Regions from separate parts of the Mus musculus genome. Here regions 1, 2 and 4 are each linked to region 3. A link is a contact called in public promoter capture Hi-C data. All regions are on one chromosome and are shown on one strand. The core of a region is the stretch at or near the end of the contact, and the rest is flanking DNA. Distances in the headings are between cores, read along the strand shown. Region 1 has its middle 72 kb from the start of 4930425O10Rik. Region 2 overlaps Tspan5 (tetraspanin 5). Region 3 overlaps Tspan5 (tetraspanin 5). Region 4 overlaps Tspan5 (tetraspanin 5).

Region 1 (2,744 bases), core at 61-2,560, 130 kb before region 3:
CAACTTCTTCCCCAGAGACATTTGAAGTTCACCGTTCACTCACAGATGTGAACTGAATCCGATCTAAATTGGTCCGAATCCATTAGGGAGCTCTGATCTACCTACCCACTGCAAGGGGATGTTCCACACCGGCAGTGAGAAAACAGAGCTAGCTCAGAAAGTGTTCTCAATTAGCTTGTGTGAACCAAACGCTGGATGTAACCTAAGACCAAGATTTTATTGGGAGATGCTGCAAAGGCTTGGCAGATTGAGCCTGGATTCCTTGGAACGGGGCTTCAGTTTTGTATTCCCGGGAGTGGCGTTGTGATGTTAGTTAGTCTGCATTGTTAACGCATTTTCCCACCTGTAGGGTCTCTTTACTCTCTGTTGGACCAATCTCCTGAACTGTCTGCTTGATATTTTGATTTGGGAGCCTGGATGATATGAGATGGGTGGCCTGGGCCGTCTCTAGTTATGAAATACAATGCCCTCATTTCCATGAAATGCTTCAAGAAAACATGGAGAGCTAAGTGTTTCGACGGCACATTAAGAGTGAACTCCTCAGAATGCTAAGAATCTCTGCTTTAACTCGGAAAAATCCCGTCTCGGGATGGACTGTTCTGGAGAGCCCGGGCTGAAGGCTTGAGGTTTGACACACTGAGGTGCAGTGCACCGTAACTTAGCTCTAGCTGTGGGATCTTCAGTGAGCTCTTTAACCTTTCTTCATAGACTCAGTTTTCTCATTTGGGAAATGGGGACAATATGTGTAGTCACCTCATAGAATTACAACTAAGATTTTAAATGACATAACATGTACAACAAACTCATTGACTCCCAGTAATCGTCCCCGTGTCTTCCCAGCATGACTGTCCATCAAGCATTTGTTCCCCATAGTGGGTCACCATCGCTGCCCCTGGGGACCACAGCAGACCACAGCCCCGGCTTTTCTCCGGATGCTTTTGGCCAGTGCTAGTGCTGACTCACTGTAGGCTGGGGGAGTGTACGTGACTCTGCTGCCTGTCACACGTGAGGAGCTCAGGACCCGGATCTTTTAAGTTGTTTTGTTCGGAGATCCAGCAGTCTGAGAAGATTGTAGTTCAGTGCTAGATCGGTCTTCATCTCATCGTTAGCCAGCAGATTATAAAGTGGGGGAACAAAGGCAGTTGAACAACCATCGGTCTTGTCCTCATGATCAGGTGACCAGTCTTGTCTCTGAGATTTGAGGCATGGTGATGTTATTCTTCTTATCAGTCTCCTCCCCCAGAGCAGGGAGAGGATTCACAAACACCAAGGCCATGGAGTCTAGCACTCCCACTGAGCCAATTGTCTGGACGCCATCCAGATGGATGGTTAACGCAGAGTAAACATGCTATTAGCAAATGTGTGCATTAGACTCCTTCCTGCAGAGCAAGTGCTGCTGAGCTCTTAGGGTTTGGAACCTGCAGGCCTGCCCCTCACTGCCACCCGCAGTAACAATTAGCCTCGGGCTGAATTTGCAGGAGGCTGCAGAGGAATAGTTGAAGATCTCAGCTTGAAGCTGAGAGGCTAGCCACAAAACAAGCTTTCTTCCTTGGAAAAATCAGCTGACTGGGGCTTAAAATATTTACATTAGACATTGTTTTAACCACAGAACTTAGAAAAAGCAACTCTCTACAGAAAACTGGTCAAGAGCTCTGCGTTAACACTTTGGAAACAAAATTCACAGAAAGTAAATACAAGCTGTGGTGGGGAAAAAAAATAACTAATGCTCAAAGATGGGGCTCATGTGACATGCAGTTCTCACTTCAAAGGGATAAAGAGAAATTTTATTCTGAGCCAAACGTGACCATGGCACGGAATATGGGTGTAACCTGATTACAGCATACAACATGATACAGTGTGGAAGCAGTTACAGCTTTTCTAGTCACAACAAAACAAGCCCACACACACATCATGGACTTTCCCAAATGCTTCACAGATACATCAGACAGGCTGGTTATAGACAGGAGGGAGGCAATGTCCACCATGGGTTTCAGATGTTATCTGATGGCATGCTGAGCTCTTGGGTTGGTGGAAGCTAGTATTCTGCTGATATGCAATAGGCAAACCAAATGCTTTGCCTATTGGTTGGAAAAATATTAGGACAGATGAGAGTACAAGAGAAGCCCTACTGGAGTTGTGAGACCTCTACTTAGAGCGTTTCTCCCTGGAAGGTAAAGCCCCTGGACGTTCCCCAAGCTTGTTTTCCCTGATCTCTAAAAATACAGCCAGAAAGAAGCTCTTTGTTCTCTATAGCCAGCAAAAAGCCTTTTTGTTTCTGAGCCTTACAACCAGAGATGAGATAATTGTAGGAAGACCTACAAGGACATGGAGATAGACGCTGGAGAGGAGCTACAGCTCACTCACCCGCCCCCTCCCATCTCCCACCCCCACCTCATCTCCAGAAAGGAACTGTAGCCAACTCTCCTCCCAACTCTCCTCCCAATTCCTCAGCTAGCTGTTAAAAGCCTCCTACTGTTACTGCTCAGGTCGAACTCCCCTGCCCTGGGTGGCAGAAGGAGTTCATTCTCAGCTAGCTGATAGTAAAATCTCTTGCAGTTTGCATCAGGTGTGGTTTTCTCTCGAGTCATTGGGGTGCTGGCCAACTCATCCCGGGACTTGAGCAGAGGCCCAGCTTCGGGGGTCTTACAGAGTCGTTTGAAAATCTGCTTCTTGGTAAGATATGCTGTAGAACTAGAATGTTGTCATCATTGCTAGGCTCAAGCTGATTTGGCTCTAGATCTTCA
Region 2 (2,700 bases), core at 160-2,659, 77 kb after region 3:
TCCCATAAACAAGCAGAGGACTAGCCCTTCAGGTGGATGGTGGAGACTGAATTAAGTATTCTTGCCTCTCGTGCCCGGTCACAACAGCTGGCCCAACAGTTTAGAACATCTGGGGTTTTCATTGAGCTGCCCTGAAAAGAGATCACAGCTTCGTACAAGTCAGAGGAAGCCCCCAGCACTGTGGTTGTAGGCTTCTCTGAATGTTTTGCTCATGCAGCATGAGAATTATGTGGATCCCCTAAAACTGTGGGTGTAGGTATTTTATAGCCATTCATGTAAAGGAGCAGAATAGATCTCAAACTAGAGTCCGTTAGTGTCTCTTAAATATATAACTATTTGGAGCACAGTTCTGGAAGGATGCTCAAGCCGGTGACAGAAGAAGGAGAATTAAACAGCACTCAGGGGCCGTCCGTCACCTTTGCTTTATCCATGCACGTGCTCAGTGATTAGTATAGGCCCTGACTGTCCTACTGTCTGACGTGAGGTGTTGTCATTCTTTCCAGTCCTGTGTACACATGTAGGCAGGACAAGGCCATACCTGGTATGGCAGGGAAGCTCTGAGGACAAGGGGGCCTGAGTTCATCTTCTACCAGGGCTTTTCTGACTCTGAAAGGGGAGCTGCCTGTTAAGGTGGCCACTGTGGGAGGAGTTGGGGAGCAGGCAGGGTAATGTCTGAGGAGCGATGGGGGGCAGGGAATAATCTGCACAGACTCCTTGCTTACAGTTGGCTTTCATGTGGTTTCGTGGACCCCACAGTTTGCAGCAGTTAGTAACATCAGTCATTGGTTAGATCAGGCAAGGCCTGCAGGCTCTGGGAAGCCAAAGAACCCTTCAGGGATTCCTGCCCCATCTGAGGACACAGTGTAGTCTTCTCAGTGGCCTGTGCAGCCTGACACAGCCTGGCTACTGTGAGCCTCTGAGCTGTGCTTCTCCGTTCCTGGCACTTTGTGTCCCGCTTTGTCGCCATCTGTCCGGGGCCTCAGTCCAGATGTCTGGCTTCGGCTAGGGTGCTGTTCGGACATCCGCCAGTCAGCTCTTCCTTCCTTCATGGTGCCCAATGAACATGTATTTTTTTCCCCTTAATATTTATTTTGTTTTTATTTATGTGTCTCTCTGTGTGTATGCTCCAAAGAGGATGTTTAATCCCCTGAACTAGTGGGGCTTGAACTAGTGGTTGTGAGCTGCCCAACAGGGGGTACTCAGACCCCATGTCTAGTCCTCTGTAACAGCAGCAAACTCTTAACTAATGGAGTCATCAGATACTAATCCCTGTCCCTCTCGTGGGTTTGCTCTAGTCACTCTGCAGTACCTGCAGTTGCCTTCCACTTGGCTTTCTCTCCTCACTCTGCCCTCCTCCCTGGCAGCAGCCCTGAGCAGCCCGCTCATCTGTGACTTTCTATTGCTTGTCTTTCCTTGCGCTGCCCTGCTAGCGTGTCAGTGCTACAAAGCAGGCACTTGTCCGCTCAGTTCCCTGACTTGTCCGAAGCCCTCCAGTGGCTGCATTGCCGGTTGTAGTTGCCCAGCAGGCTCTGCCTTTCCCGAGTTGTATTATGGTACTGTGCAGCACCAGGGCTAGAGGTCCCTAGGCAATATGTACTGGGGCCACAATTAGATGGCCTTGTGACTATGTAAAGGGAGAGACATTGGCCCTGGCCTCCATGGGAATTGTCCTGTTTACAGAGTCGAGTTTTGTCTGTCATGCCATCTTATCAAGACCATTCTGGACAGTTGTAAACTGGGACATCAGAGCCCAGTGGCAAGAGTAGGATTGATTCTCTGTTGGTTGAATTTTCTGCCAGCTCATACTTTGGCAGGAATTGTACTCAGGGACTTTTTTTCTCCTGAAATAACTCCCCACCCTACCAAGACAGGTGTTGTATTAGTGGCTGTACATAGGATACCTGTATAAGCTGGCTACCCATCTGCCAGAGCTGCAGTGTTGGCTCAGAAAAAAGGAGAGTGAGAACAAGTGAGCTTCTCTGCTGGCTCATTGGTCTGTCCAGGGAAGGCGGTAGGTGCGCCTCGCCTGCCTGTTCCAGCGGAGGTTTACATTCTCAGAACGTTAGTCCGCTGTTGGTGAGGCTGTTGGTGAGGCTCGGCTTCCTGCAGTGCTGGTCGGGAACTTTGTTTCAGTCTGGACAGATCGCAGGTGAAATTGCTACATCTTAAGCAAACAGGAGTAAGGAGTGCTCGTTTAGAAGCCGCTTAAGAACTTGGATGGCTGGGCCCTGGTATGTAATTGCTTCTTTTTAGGAATACAAGTAGCAGAGGTGACAGAAATATATGATGATGGTAAAATAATTTAGTTTTCAAAAATACAAAACGTGAGATTTGCTTCCCAGAGAATTCAGTTAGCAGCCAAATACTCAAACAAGAAAAACATCCTTCAGAATTTCTGCTAGGTCCAGCCAGCCCTGAGAACAGCACCCAGAAGTCGATTCTGTCTGCAGAGCAGTAGGTTTTATTTCCCCTGTACTGGGAAGTTGAAGACGGGGCCCAGTGTGTGCTTGGAAAGCACTAACCACTGAGCAGCAACCCAGACCCACATTGGAATGTTGAAGGGCCATAGTTTCCAGGTATAAGACCAATTACCCTTCACACCTCCATCCTGTCATTACCGGAAAACACTTCTCAGTAGTTCTCAGTTCTGCCCACGTTTCCTCCATATCCTGGACACGATCAGCTCCTGCCTGCTCCTCC
Region 3 (2,700 bases), core at 62-2,561:
TCTAGTGTGATTTACTTCAATTTTTTTAAAAAAGAAAAGTGGCTGGAGCGATGGCTTGGCAGTTAAAGAGAACTCGTTGCTTACAGAGGACCCACATTTGATTCCCAGCGCATAGAACTCCGGTCCCAGGGGATTCAACACTCTCCTCTGGCCTCCTGGGCACCAAGCATGCAAGCAATACATAATCACACATGTGGGCAAAGCCCCAAACACACACACACACACGCACACACACACACACACACACACACACACACACACACACACACACAGAGTGACAGCGCAAGTTCAAAGTCAAAGAGCAAAAATAAGAAGGACGTAAAGACATAAAGACATAGAAAACAGTTGAACCCTCCCTCCGTGAACTTCAGACATCTGAGCGGCTCAACCCCTTATGGTCTGACATCATGGCCTCTGCTTGCCTGATTCCTCTGCCAGGCAGCTGGTTTGTGTCCACAGCCTGATTCGCTGTTCCGACTGATGGAAGTCTCTTCACCCTTAGAGTGCAGGCCCAGTGTCACACTGCAGGATACTGTCCCCTGTGCGACCTCTCAGTGTAAGACTGCTGCCTCTTGGTCACATGCAGCACTGTGTGGGTGACCTGCCACCGTGTGACGAAGCACGGGTCAAACAGCCACCTTTCCTTTACAGATTGTGTGGGTCAGGAGGCCAGGCAGGGCAGTTGGGTGACCCCTCTCTCTGGTATAGAGCCTTGATGGGAAGATGAGGACACTGGGGAGGGGGCGGGGGCAGTTCCAGGTGTGTGTCTGCACTGGCAGGACTTGAGGTGACACTCAGCACTTCTGCCCTGGGGCCTACGTGTAGCTGAGATGCCTTCACAGCAGTCGGACTTCAGGGTGTTCACACTTCTCTCAGGGCTTTTAGAGCTCCAAGAACCAGAATTCCAGGCACGAAAATAAGCAAGAAAATGCATGGCCTCTTCAATCCTAGCCTCAAAGTCACATGACATCATTTCCACCATAGGCCTGCCCAGATGCACAAAGAATGGCCTTAGGTCTCAGTTCTCCGTGAACAGAGAGTCTGAGGCCGCCTTTATTAACACTCAGTGCTACCTTGCCCCAGAGTCTGAAGCCCCTCCCCCACGAAGTCATATGTTGAGACCTATTCCCCACTCCTATAATACTGTACCCTGGGGCTTTGATGATACGGGATGCCTGCCCCCAATAAAGGAAGCCCAGGGTACCATCTAAGAAGTGGCGAGCGGTTTCACATCCTCAGGTCCTGTGACCCTGGATCTCTCAGCCTCCAGACTGTGAGACGAAATGTCTGTTGGTTTTTAGTTACTCCTCCCTGGTAATTTCACTTAGCAGTCACCTGACAGACAGCCGCTAATCAATCTGTGCTCTGTCAGGTCGCTCCTTGGTAAACCGCTCACTTCTTTGCATCATTATTTAATTGATTTTTGCTTTTCCAGTGAGAGGGTAAGCTGGTTTTTTGTTGTTGTTGTTGTTGTTGTTGTTGTTGTTTTCTGTTGGATCCTGAGCTTCTTGGTGGCTGGCACAGAGAGCAGGAGCTTGGTGAACTGATGGAAGGTGAAAAACATAGAACCAGAAAAGCCATAAGCATGATAAACCTGTAAGGCAGGCTCAGTATGTGTGACCCACGGCTTGGTTGGATCATCTTCCTGGTCTTGATTCTGCAGTCAATCTGAGGCTGCCTCGTGAGCTGCAGAGTCTTGTTGACGCCCGCCATTAGACACAGCAACGTAAGTAAAAGTGAGGCCGGCTGTTTGCTGAGTGCTTTCTACAAAAGCGGATAAACAGAATTAAAAATTTAAGGTTTAAATAGGCCACCGCTAATAGGGCTCATGCGCTCATGGATTTGTGTTTATTGAGTAGAGGGAAGGTAGGATGTGGTACAGTTTTTTAGTTTTAACAGCCTGCCTTTGTCAGAGCTTTATGGGGCTGATCATGTTTATTTAACACTCCCTGTGGGGCTTAGCATGAGAGTCTCTCATCTGTTGGGCTTCTCATTTCTTTTAAAAATTCTACTTGGAGGTAGAGGCGAGTGTAACCCTGCAAGACATCGTCCGCTTCTTCCCCGGTTTCTGCACAGCTGCCTGACAGCTGCCTTGGACTTGTTAGGTGAGTGCCAGTCTCCTTTTTTTTTTTTTTTTTTTTTTTTTTTTTGCCTGTAGAATTCCAAGGCAGGGTTTGCACAGGACCCCTTAAAAAATGCAGGGTGAGGCGATTCTGTGATCGAATGTGCAGTTTTTGTTTTCTCCTATGCAGCAAAGACCCCCACCCAACTCCCCAAGGCAGTGCAGAGCAGAGACAAAAAGCACTGACTACAGAATTGCTTGATCCCAAGTGTGAACTCTGACCCTATCACCTTTTATTGGTGTAACCTCAGGCGAGTTAGGCACCTTCCATATGTCTTCCCTGAGCCCTCCATGACAAGGAAGGGGGATGTCTGTGAAGATCCAACCGCAGCCTGTCGTGTGGAGAATGTTTGGGGGAGTCCTTGAATGGCTTTTAAACACTGGTCTTATTCTGGCTTTGTTCCCATTGGAAGGAAAAGCCTATGCTGTTTTAGGCTTGGAATATTAGTATATAACTGAGCTCCTTGAGGATTTTGCTTTGAAAAGCTTCTATTAAAGAATAAACATGGGCCGGGAGATGTTGGCTCAGTGGTTAAAGTACGTACTGCTTAACCATAAGGACTAGAGTTTAAATCCTT
Region 4 (2,700 bases), core at 3-2,502, 110 kb after region 3:
GGGGCTGTGAGGTAAGGAGGAAACAATGTCACCGTGCCTCCAAAAAACCTCAAAGATCAGATTGTCCTAAGACAAGGAGAGTTTCTGGGGGAAATCCAGGAGGCAGGACTGTGGAATAGAAGTGGCATTTCCTAGCTGACCGATAGCATTGAACAAAGCTTTGGGTCACTTTCTGCACCTTTGGAAATGGGGGTGTTAGTTCACAGAGCCGGGCATGTAGGCCTCTGCCAAATATTTGATATTGAGTTTGAACTCAATATTTGAGATGTATATCATGTAACTTGAGGGAATTTCCGAGGGCACCTGGGAAGTGATCGTCTCTATCCTTCATGGAGGTGAGAGCAGAAATCTACAGTCTCTGTGTGACTGCCCAGCTGTTTCACGTACATGCATGCCCACCCCCGTCCAGGGTCTATTCTTTCTGTGGTGTGAGGACCCTATGTGTCCATGTTTGGGGAGGTACCCAGTACAGGTAAAGGGGTTGCAGGGGGCACAAATACTGGTGTGCTCCTTCTTTTCTAAGAAAACGTAATTTGAAAAGAATCGTAATTTGAAATTATTGATACCACTCATAATTAAGAACTTAACATTTTATTTACAGCTGCAAATAATTGGTACAGTCAGTAAACAAGAACTTTACATTTTATGTCCTCACTGAGGAAAGATAAACAGGAGCCCTAGGGGAGCTTGGAAGTGGAGTTTGTACCTCAGCCTCAGCATCAGCATCCTAGACTGTCAGGCACTGGTGTGGTCCTTCTGACTCTCTCCCCTCACTCCCCCACAAAGACGCATCCATCACTCAGTGCCACGTGAATGGCCACACCCCACTGTCCACCCACCATGGCCCCCCATTTTTGCACCTCAAGATCACAAAACAGTTTGCAGAGGGTAAAGATGTGGGAGGAAGGAGATGTGGAAATGGTGGTGGGTGCAGCCGGCAGCCAGGATGACTAAAATGAATCTCTTTGAAGTGTCTGGGTGGAAGGGAAATTTCCCCAGGGTTCTGAGCAGTTACCCCAGGGCCTCATGCTCTGAAGCCGTATACCTTGTTATCTGCCTTAGCCAGAAGTCCCTTCTGATTGCACTGTGGTGTTATTTAAAGTGTTTCCTGGTCTTGGTGTTTCACAGGCAGGAAGAAAGAGAGCCCAGAGTTTCATTTCCATGATTGGAAATGGTTTTCTTGCCTCAGTCACAGCCCCTCCCACTTCCCCTGCTGACCTCTTTAAGATGAGCGGATCTATTTCACAGGGCTGGGAGGTGGAGGGAGGTGTTAAAACAGTGACTCCAACATCAACACGATAATGTAGTGTGTGTGTGTAGTGTGTGCGTGTAGTGTGTGTGGAGTCAAGCCACGGTTGCAAGGGACAGGTGATTATAAAACCCACGATAATCTACCTTTCAAGTTAGGAAAGAGGCTTCCTGGAGGTCAGGCAGAACATTGTTCACACGTCTGGCAGTGCATTAATCACGAGCAATTCATTAGGCCTTAATGTGGATCTAATGAGAAATTCCTATTACTCAATGTTTGATTTGGGCTTTGTTGGTTAATTATCAAATGGAACACCAGAGACTCCAAAATGTGATTATGAAGTGATCTTTAATTTTTAAAAGTCCTTTCTTGGGGTGTAATATTCCATTAACAAACCTTAAGAATCAGAAGGCCCCAGTTTGGAGATGTGTAGCAACTGAATGTAATTACAGCCCCTTTCAGAGAAAAGCCTCTCGCTTCCCTGTGATCTAAGGCCTTGTAACCCGTTCCCTGTTGTGTGTCTCTTTTGTCTTAGTTTTCTGTGTTCCTGGGGATTATTTTCTTCCTGGAACTCACTGCTGGGGTGTTGGCATTTGTTTTCAAAGACTGGATCAAAGACCAGCTGTATTTCTTTATTAACAACAACATCAGAGCCTACAGAGATGACATTGATCTACAGAACCTCATAGACTTCACCCAGGAATATGTAAGTTCCAAGCAGGAGCATCTTTTCTCCCATAATGCCTTGTGTGCCTTTGCCAGCTGGAGACGGCCAACTGACGTTTCTGCCCAGTTTCTGGCTGTTTGCTTGTTGGTTTGTTTCCTTTTCCATGTTCCACCGCTCCTGTTTCATCTCAAGGAGACATGTTCCGAGTTCACTTGTTCCAACTTGTGTTAAATTAGAGAAAGATATAACTCTTAACTAAAAAGGCGATTACCGCACCGTCCCGTTGTCAGCTTTTGAAGAAAATTGCTTTTATATATGTTTAGAGTTTTATGTGATTAAATAAATTAAACGAGTTTTCCTTGCTCCTTCCCCTGTGCTCTCAATAATAAAATTATCAGGGGATTTGTTTGTAAAGTTCCTCAGATATGCTCATCCAGATACCACATGCATGTAGTCCGAACCAAAAGTTCAGAGATTCGTAAAACCTGCTGCCCTCTAACAAGTGAAAAAGAAGCAGACCCCGCCTGCCACACAGGTGTCTGAACGTGACTGTGTGACTGACTGTTCCCATACTGTAAACAGGCAGCTGTCATGTCACTCAAAATGCTCGAGGAGCCAAGCGACACTGCCTCATTGACCATGGACTGACAGAAACTTGAACTCTTTCCCAAGAGTAAAAGGAGAATAAAACTGAGTTACTATCTAGTACGTATGGCTGTTGGGACAGTGGTCTCACCTTAAGCCCTAGATGTTACCAGACTAAAGATTAGCAGGTCCTCACACA

What was found. Capture Hi-C pulls out chosen DNA fragments and counts their contacts.
Region 1: a contact with region 3 is called in a promoter capture Hi-C map of pancreatic islet. The contact joins two enhancer-like sites. A contact is called at or near these places in 5 of 484 Hi-C or Micro-C datasets (the Ba/F3 cell line, Sertoli cells, embryonic stem cells and 1 more), 1 of 115 datasets of contacts at active chromatin or transcription factors (embryonic stem cells) and 3 of 9 other capture datasets (adipose tissue, liver and pancreatic islet).
Region 2: a contact with region 3 is called in a promoter capture Hi-C map of pancreatic islet. The contact joins two enhancer-like sites. A contact is called at or near these places in 5 of 484 Hi-C or Micro-C datasets (cerebellar granule neurons, cerebral cortex, cortical neurons and 2 more), 2 of 115 datasets of contacts at active chromatin or transcription factors (differentiating embryonic stem cells and double positive thymocytes) and 3 of 9 other capture datasets (adipose tissue, liver and pancreatic islet).
Region 4: a promoter capture Hi-C map of pancreatic islet shows a contact between it and region 3. The contact joins two enhancer-like sites. A contact is called at or near these places in 6 of 484 Hi-C or Micro-C datasets (Sertoli cells, cerebral cortex, cranial neural crest and 2 more), 1 of 115 datasets of contacts at active chromatin or transcription factors (embryonic stem cells) and 3 of 9 other capture datasets (adipose tissue, liver and pancreatic islet).

What each region holds. Positions count from the first base shown.
Region 1 is chr3:138,653,866-138,656,609 of GRCm38.p6, forward strand. No RefSeq gene overlaps it. Among named protein-coding and RNA genes, the nearest start is that of 4930425O10Rik, 72 kb to the right of the region's middle. Within about 2 kb of position 1,311, at least 51 of the 459 cell types and tissues checked have an H3K27ac peak or open chromatin away from gene starts, as enhancers often do. A contact at or near this core is called in pancreatic islet, where this site is marked.
Region 2 is chr3:138,858,437-138,861,136 of GRCm38.p6, forward strand. All of the region lies in intron 1 of Tspan5 (tetraspanin 5), which reads left to right. Among named protein-coding and RNA genes, the nearest start is that of Tspan5, 120 kb to the left of the region's middle. Within about 2 kb of position 1,410, at least 94 of the 459 cell types and tissues checked have an H3K27ac peak or open chromatin away from gene starts, as enhancers often do. A contact at or near this core is called in pancreatic islet, where this site is marked.
Region 3 is chr3:138,781,195-138,783,894 of GRCm38.p6, forward strand. The region is part of intron 1 of Tspan5 (tetraspanin 5); the gene reads left to right. Among named protein-coding and RNA genes, the nearest start is that of Tspan5, 40 kb to the left of the region's middle. Within about 2 kb of position 1,312, at least 14 of the 459 cell types and tissues checked have an H3K27ac peak or open chromatin away from gene starts, as enhancers often do. A contact at or near this core is called in pancreatic islet, where this site is marked.
Region 4 is chr3:138,892,564-138,895,263 of GRCm38.p6, forward strand. It overlaps Tspan5 (tetraspanin 5), which reads left to right. Exons shown (of 8, transcript NM_019571.5): 4 at 1,785-1,955. Among named protein-coding and RNA genes, the nearest start is that of Tspan5, 150 kb to the left of the region's middle. Within about 2 kb of position 1,253, at least 41 of the 459 cell types and tissues checked have an H3K27ac peak or open chromatin away from gene starts, as enhancers often do. A contact at or near this core is called in pancreatic islet, where this site is marked.